Regions from separate parts of the Mus musculus genome. Here region 2 is linked to region 1. A link is a contact called in public Hi-C data. All regions are on one chromosome and are shown on one strand. Each heading gives the region's core, a stretch centred on a gene start, on an enhancer-like site or on the middle of the called end of the contact. The rest is flanking DNA. Distances are from core to core; before and after follow the strand shown. Region 1 overlaps Dgki (diacylglycerol kinase, iota). Region 2 overlaps Creb3l2 (cAMP responsive element binding protein 3-like 2).

The links. A called contact is a pair of places that touch in the nucleus more often than the background predicts.
Region 2: a Hi-C map of the N1E-115 cell line shows a contact between it and region 1, with 4 times the contacts expected there. The contact joins two enhancer-like sites. A contact is called at or near these places in 1 of 15 datasets of contacts at CTCF or cohesin (embryonic stem cells), 7 of 484 Hi-C or Micro-C datasets (the N1E-115 cell line, differentiating spermatogonia, embryonic stem cells and 1 more), 5 of 115 datasets of contacts at active chromatin or transcription factors (acute myeloid leukemia, embryonic stem cells and fibro-adipogenic progenitors) and 1 of 9 other capture datasets (embryonic stem cells).

What each region holds. Positions count from the first base shown.
Region 1 is chr6:37,141,874-37,145,638 of GRCm38.p6, reverse strand. The region is part of intron 2 of Dgki (diacylglycerol kinase, iota); the gene reads left to right. Among named protein-coding and RNA genes, the nearest start is that of Dgki, 160 kb to the left of the region's middle. Within about 2 kb of position 2,423, at least 39 of the 459 cell types and tissues checked have an H3K27ac peak or open chromatin away from gene starts, as enhancers often do. A contact at or near this core is called in the N1E-115 cell line, where this site is marked.
Region 2 is chr6:37,350,462-37,354,244 of GRCm38.p6, reverse strand. It overlaps Creb3l2 (cAMP responsive element binding protein 3-like 2), which reads left to right. Exons shown (of 12, transcript NM_178661.4): 8 at 620-688. Among named protein-coding and RNA genes, the nearest start is that of Dgki, 52 kb to the right of the region's middle. Within about 2 kb of position 2,329, at least 24 of the 459 cell types and tissues checked have an H3K27ac peak or open chromatin away from gene starts, as enhancers often do. A contact at or near this core is called in the N1E-115 cell line, where this site is marked.

The sequences.
Region 1 (3,765 bases), core at 1,174-3,673:
CACACACCCCGACAGACATACACAGACACACACAGACACACACAGACACAGACACACACACACACACACACAGAGACACACACACAGACACAGACACACACACAGACACACACACACACACACACACACACACACGGACAGGCACTCCAGTCAGTAGCCTTAGTTGAGGTCCTGGTTTCATAGAATGCTGGGTAGTGGCACTCCTGAGGGTCTTGGCCCCGTAGCACAGTGTAGAGCAGGGCTGTTGGGAGCCCCTTGTTCTTCACAGCTTCCTTGATTCTTGGGCAGAAATTCTTGCTTCCTACCTCCAGAGTTCAGGGGACTAGGCACCATGTCAACACCCCAGCTCTCTGACACCCTGACTTTACCTGTAGTTGCATTAACTCACCAACTTGAAAACAGATGGGGAAGCTGTTCAGGGTACACATAGAGATGCAGGGCAGATCCAGGTCAACATGAGTTTGAAAGCTCTGTCCCAAGGGTCCTAGTTTTTGTAGAAAGGACCCCACTCTGAATCCAGCATATGTGCCCAAGTCTCCTAGGGAACACAGTTTATTCCCTATAAAACAATGGTCCCAGGCTTTGGGAAGGGGTCTGCTCCTGAGGATCCTGAGTGCCGGCTGAGTGAGCACAGATTGGGTATTGCATAGCTTGGCTGGGAGCACAGGCCGGGAGACAGTCTTCATGCTTTGTGCGCATGTCTTTGATTAGCTTTAGGGACTCCATCTTCCCCTTCTCAGTTCCCTCCTTAGTGACACATATTCCGATGCCTGCCACCCCCACCTCTGTAGCTTATTCCTCAAAGCCCCGACCACCTCTTTGACTCGGTTTACTCAAGAGGTGTCCTGGGACTCCGGTCGGTCAGTCGCATTTTCTTTATAACGTTGTCACTATTTGTTCTTACTGCCTGTATACAGGCTGTCTCCTGATGGTGCATAAAAGTGTCCTGTCAGCCTTCAGTAAGGTGCCCCAGTCTCCTGAGGACAACAGTGACCACTGGGCCCAACCCAGCATGTAGACTGCTGTTTTCTGTACCTTCCTTCCCCCCTCTCCCTATCTCCTTCCTCTCATCTGTCTTTGTCTCTTTGTCTTTTCTCTGTCTGTCTGTCTCTCCCTCTCTCCCTGTTTCTCTCTGTCTCTGTCTCCACTCCCATCCCCAGGCAGGGATCATCTCTTATCTATGTAATGTGATACTTTTCACTTCCTTCACCGTGTGTGTGTGTGTGTGTGTGTGTGTGTGTGTGTGTGTGTGTGTGTGTGTGTGTGTGTTCCTCTGCTCATAGTGAATTAACCTACAAACAGAAACCAGTTAGTGTTTCTTGCTTAACTTCTGTGAGACCTTCAGTTAGGGCTCTGGCTACCTGAAGAGCCAGGCACCGTCTTCTGCTTGTTTTCTCTTTAAAGCAGAGAGTGCATGACAGCCCAAGGGCTGCCTTGTTACTGATGCCAGGGCATAAATTGATTGTAATGCCTCTGCTCAGTCAGTAAGAAGTGAACTTACCCTTGGAAACTGATGGGAACTCACATCATCTCTAGTTCCTGAAAAGCTTGCTAAGCATGACTCCAAATATAACCTGTTCCAGTGCCAAGTGACCCCGCCCCCACTCCCCACCCCCACCCCCCGGTCTTTCCTATTGCAGCACTGTGAGATCATACACATGGAGAGGCTTGGTCTTTCTGCTTCTAATAGTGGCCTCCCTTCACCCTCCCAGTGACAACCTGTAGAGGCCGTTCCCTCTGACACCGTGAAGATACATGTCAGCCAAACCAGTTTGGGAAGAAATAAGCTAAATTACTAGAATGGGGAGGAAGTAATGTCCAAAATAGAAACCAAAAATATTCTTGTCTCCTGGGCCGGAATCCAAGCTCTCAGTTTCGAGTGAGTTAGCCCATTTAGAAGTGTGTCAGTGCCATAGATAATATGTGTCTTCTTAAATGTCACATGCCTCCCCTGCAGAGGTGACTCAGTTTACAGTTAGAGCTCTCCTCTGTCTTTAAGACTGTAGCCAGTAACTCTGGAAGTGGGCCTTTGTTCTGTCCAAACTGTTTTATAATTATGCCTTGCCCCTTAGGCTGTCTGGAGCAAGTCCAAGCCAGTGTGGAAGAGGGGGAGGGGACAGGGCTGGGGAATCCACAGGCTCTTCCCTAAAGCTCCTGTCAATCTTAAGCTCAACATCTTTAGCTCCAATTCCCTTCCATTTCTCCACTGGATCACATCTTTCCATCCAGCATTCCCTGGGAAACAGAATTTCTGCTCAAACGAAACAACCCCCCTCCCGCCCTCTGCCCATCCACACCAACCTCTTTTTCTCTAGCTGATGACGCTAAGCACACACGTGCTTTCTCCCCAGCAGGTAGAGACAGAACAGTTGGTCCATTGCCTCACGGTTCAGTTCAGAGACAAGATTAGGGAACCAGAGTTGCTCTAAACTAGGTTATGAAATTAGGTCACTTTATCTCTACAACCTTGAATGAAAAGCTAGGAAGCAGCTGGGGCTTGTGCGTGCATGTGCGCCTGTGTGTTTGCGTGTGCCTATGCCAACATGGGTGTGCGTGCACATGCATATGTCAGTGTTTCTGCATGTCTTCTCATGCCAGGCCTGTGTTGTGTGTGAGCCTAGGAAATCTGTGCTGTGTGATCAGGTTTGGGTGTCATCGGCACAACCTGTCCTGCCTCCTGTACTTCTTCACTCTCATCCCTACTTCAAAAACGTATGATTATAAGGGGACCAATCTACTGCGATTGGCTCTTAGCCTCTGTTTTCTGAGATCAGGGTACTTTAAGATATAGCCCCGTATTAATTACCTTTATCATTTCTGCAACAACACTCCTGACAAAAGCAAACTGAGGAAGGGTTTAATCTGACTTGTGGTTTAAGAAGGGGTCCAGTCCATCATGGCAGGGAAGGCTGGCACTCGTGAGGCAGCTGGTCACACTGTGTCCACACCAGGAAGCAGAGAGAGATGAAGTCTGTGTGCAGCTCATTTTTCCTTATTTCTTCAGCCTGGGACTTCGGGCCATGGAAGGGTGCACTATCATATTGGATAGGTCTTCCTACCACAGTTAACCAATTTAGAAGCCCCCTCATAGACTAGCCCAGGGGGTTGTCTTCCAGTCAATTTGGCAACCAGTATCAACCCACCAAAACCATTTCTAAGAGAAATCCAAGTCCTTAGCTCCACAGGTCTGCAGTCAGTGTCGTGGCCCAGATGTACTGACACTGGGAAGATTATTACTTAACACTCTTTAGTGGAAAAAGTTGTGAGCCATAAATTAAATACAAATTACGTAGGGAGTCATGTGAAAACAGTAGGAAAAATGAGGGAAGCCCAGTTCAGTGCCGTGGTTTGTTTCAGCAGATCCTCTCCAATGCCATCATGCGGTATGGAAGTGAAAGGTGGCGATCATGTGATGGCTTTAGCACTTTTTTTTTCACGCTCAGTCTTTGAGCTGTAGGTTATGTGCGAATGGCACAGCTCGATTAGTGCGTTCCTTCACATTTCCATACTCAGCTGCCATCTTCCACACTGCCCCTGCGTGCGCCAGCCAGAGCAGTTGAGCACCTGCTACCAGCGCAGGTTTTCAGGCCATCCACATTTGCATTGGTTGGTTTTGCATGTATATTTGTAAAGAATATCTTATTTATAACTCCAGTTATTCTAATAAAACATTTTATAATCTTAGATCTTTTGTTTCTCTGGTTTATTTGCTTATGGTGTATATACACTACTTTTTTTTTTTGGCTTCCATTGTTGAGTCAGGGT
Region 2 (3,783 bases), core at 1,080-3,579, 210 kb before region 1:
CAGGTCGACCCTGGAAGACCCACCAATGAGTCTTTCTTATTTGTACATGTGAGGTAAAGCCCTGGCCGGCTTCTAACTAGTTCTAGAAGCTTCTATGGAAAGTTGTCCTTCTCCAAGCTGGTTTGGGAGTAGGCAATGTAGCATTAAGGACTTCCGTTCTGTTTTCTTGTGTTTCATTGTGTCCTGAAGGTATCCACAATCAAGGTTATTTCTATGGGTCTCTCTTCTCTGTGTCTCTGGGCATGTACGCTCCAGCACTTCACGGCCCTGGGATCTGGTCCTGCCTGCCTTTTACCCAAGCTTCAAGCTTTGTATCAGGGATCCACAGCAGTGCAGATCCCTGGTGACTCTACAGCCCATGGTCTATTGAGGGATGAGATCAGCAGGAAGAGGTGGGGAACCCGATTGAGATGCCTCGTGCGATTTATGTGTGTCCAGCCCACGTGACTTCCTGAAGAGAGCCCTGACCTGCCGTGTTGTCCCTGTGAACCCTCATTGTCTTTCTAGTCAGGCTGTCCCAGCTCTTCCTTACTGACCACCTCACTCCTTTCTCTGTGAAAGTCCCGTGGCTGAGCAGTTGCCCTGTGGAGAGTTGAGCGTCTTTTTGCTCTCTCCACAGAGTGGAGTCTTGTTCAACTGAGAACTTGGAGCTTCGGAAGAAGGTGGAGGTGCTGGAGAACACCAATAGGTGAGTGTGGCCAGAGGAAGGGGATGTGTCCAATGGCAGGGGCCGTAGTCCAATGGCGGGGGTCGTAGTCCACATCCAGAGTGGGAGGGATAGGGATTCTACCAACCAGGATACTTGAGCTGACCACCACCTACCAGTTTCTGCTTCATGGGCTCCCCCATGCACGCACATCAGCCACACAGATGTTTTTTTACTTTTTAGTGGTTGGTGTGGAGGTGGTCATAACGAGAGCTATTATAAGTTAAAAAGGATTGGCCTGGGAGTGTGGCTCAGTCACAGGAAACCCTTGCCTAACATGCACAAAGCCCAAGGTTCAATCCTCAGTATTACAACAGACAGATTAACGAAGAGAAGAAATGTTTAAAAGGGGCTTAGAGCAGAATAAGTAAAGTCCCTAAGCCTGATTCTCCTGGAAATGAGTTTTAGGGCTGGACAGGGAGGCACTGGGATGTAGCGTTATTTAATTCTAGTCACGATCATGCTTATTAGTTTAAAAAGGCAGCATGGTTTTATAAGCCTGCTTTGAAAAAATTAGTGATTTACATTTCAGTCCCATTTTGAAAAATTAGCTGTGGCTCTTAACTGATGAATTCTTTTGACGTTTTCTATGTCGGTCACTGTTTGGGCACACTGTAGATCTTAACTCACTAATTCTCAGGAGATGGTGTGAGATTATCCCTGTTACATAGATAAGTAAGGTCCCAGGACCCAGGGGACTTGCCCAGGAACACTCACCAGCTTAATCCCGTGAATTTCCGTAGAGAAGTATCCTATTGGGTGTAACTCTGGTTCAGGAGCAAGGGGTTTGGATGTGGTAAGACACTTCACCTCTGATCCAGAATGTGTGTTCATGGGCTCACATGGTACTCACTTGTGTTCTGAAAATGCCCAGAGTCAAAGAATCCTGTCACCCTTAGTAAAGTATAGGCCCACTGAATTATAGGTCCAATACATCATGCAGATTAAAAACTTCATTTGGAGCTAAGAAAATACGAATCAGCCATTACGGGGTCAGCATTAATGCCTACTAACAAAATGTCAAAGGCTACACGGTCTGATTAGATCTCTTCACATGCTTTCAACAGCAGCTTTTACATTTGAAGTCCGAGTCCTGTACCTCTGTAGGTTTTTGTTACAACAGCAGGCTGAGGACTTGAACTGTTGTCTGTGGCCATCAGCTTAGTTCCATCTTGGTAATCCGGAAGAGCACTCAGGTGCCCTTTGCCTGACTCCTGTGTCCTCAGACCTCCAGACAAGCTCGTCCTCTCCTTTCCCTGACGTTACCCCACCACCCCTCCCCCACCCGATGGAACTTCCTCCATCAGGATTCTGGTTTTGCTGCTCTTCCCTGCCCCTCCCCCATCTTCTGCTGAGTCCCCATCTCCATCCGACCACCTTCTGACCAGCAGAGGTGACTTCAAGGCTCTTTTGGCTCTTTGAATCCTGCATCTCAGCCACTTCCTTAGCGTTTGGTCTCTAGCCCTTCCCTTGCTGCAGTGGATGCTCTGTGTATGAACTGATTTGGCCCTGAGCTGGGGAACAGGTAGGAATCCTGTCAGCATTATCCTTTCAGTTTGTGTCCTGGGGCCTGTCTGTCCCGGCTCTGCTGTTAGGCCTCCTGTTGGCCACACGGGTGCAGCAAAGCCTCATCGGGGCTGTTCTGGGACCAAGAAGTCTGTTGAGGAGGAGGGCTCACAGGCCACTTGGCCTGGGAAGAGGTCTCCTCCCCTCTCCATCTGGTGGCACTTGGCTTTGTTTTATTTATTCCTTGATTATCATGAACATTTAAAACTTTCTCCCTGTTTTCGCTTCCCAAGTGCTGGGATTTCGGGTGTGCACCCTCACAACCAGACTGGAACGTTTTGTTTTTGTTTTTGTTTTTTAGTTTTGCTTGTTGGTTTAAGTCAGGTATCCACACATCCAAAAGTTGAAATCGGCAAAGCGTCCACTGAAAGCCCTCGGCAAAGCGTCCACTGAAAGCCCTCTTATCTTTAACATACAGATTTTCTTCCATGTCTGTATTTCTTAGTACAGAGTCCAGCCAGTCATCCCACTGGCCTCCAAGCCCGGCATTCCTGTGGTGCCTGTTAGACAGGCCCGTGTTTACTGTGGAATGCTTTGCCTAGTTCTGAGTTTCCTATGACTTCCTTTTGAGTCCCCGCATCCTCCTCAGGAGGTGTGTAAACACTCATCTTCTGCTTATCATCAGTTTCTAGTAATTACCTAGATAGATCAATACATAAGGAATTTAGAAACAGCTCTACAGACTCCAATCATTTCTTCTTCAGTTATTAGCGGGGCATTTATATTTAATAAAGTTGTGGAGGATTTATGCATGTATGTGCATGTGGCTGGGGAAGGAATGGAGGCCAGCAAATTGAAATCTATGTCTTGTCTATTGTTCTCCCTCTGTTTTCCTATGGAGTCGACCCTGTAGACTTGGCATTTCTGTAGACTGGCTGTTCAGGACTGGCTGTCCTCATTCCCTATCACTCCCAACTCCAGTGCTGAGCTACCTAGAGCATATGGCCACACCTGTCTTTTAAAGGAGCATCAGCTCTCCATACTCTTCATGCTTGCATAGTAGGCCCTTTGCCCTTGGGCTTGAACCATGAGGTGATGTATGTCTATAATCCCACTGGTGGGAAGCCAGAGACAAATGGGTCCCTGGGCTCACTGACCAGTCAGCCTAGCCTAACTGATGAGCTTAGGCCAGTGAGAACTTGTCTAAAAAAGCGAGACGGACATCTTCTGAGGATGACACCTCTGGCACACACACACACACACATGCGCGCACACACACACACACACACACTCAACATATAAAGAATACATATGTAAACCTCAAAATTCTTTGATTTGGATCTATTATTACTTTCTGGGATACTCCGTATATGTGTGTGTGTGTGTGTGTGTGTGTGTATTATGCATATTTCTTAATTAAAAACTTTTCATTGAACAACGTACACTGGACTTGTTCTCCATGAATATGTTTACTGAATCCTCGTCTGAAACGGTTTCATAACTCCCTCCGGACGCTGGTCTTTGGCCCTTCCCCAGCAGTGGCTGACAGTGAGTATAGTCAGGGCTAGTAT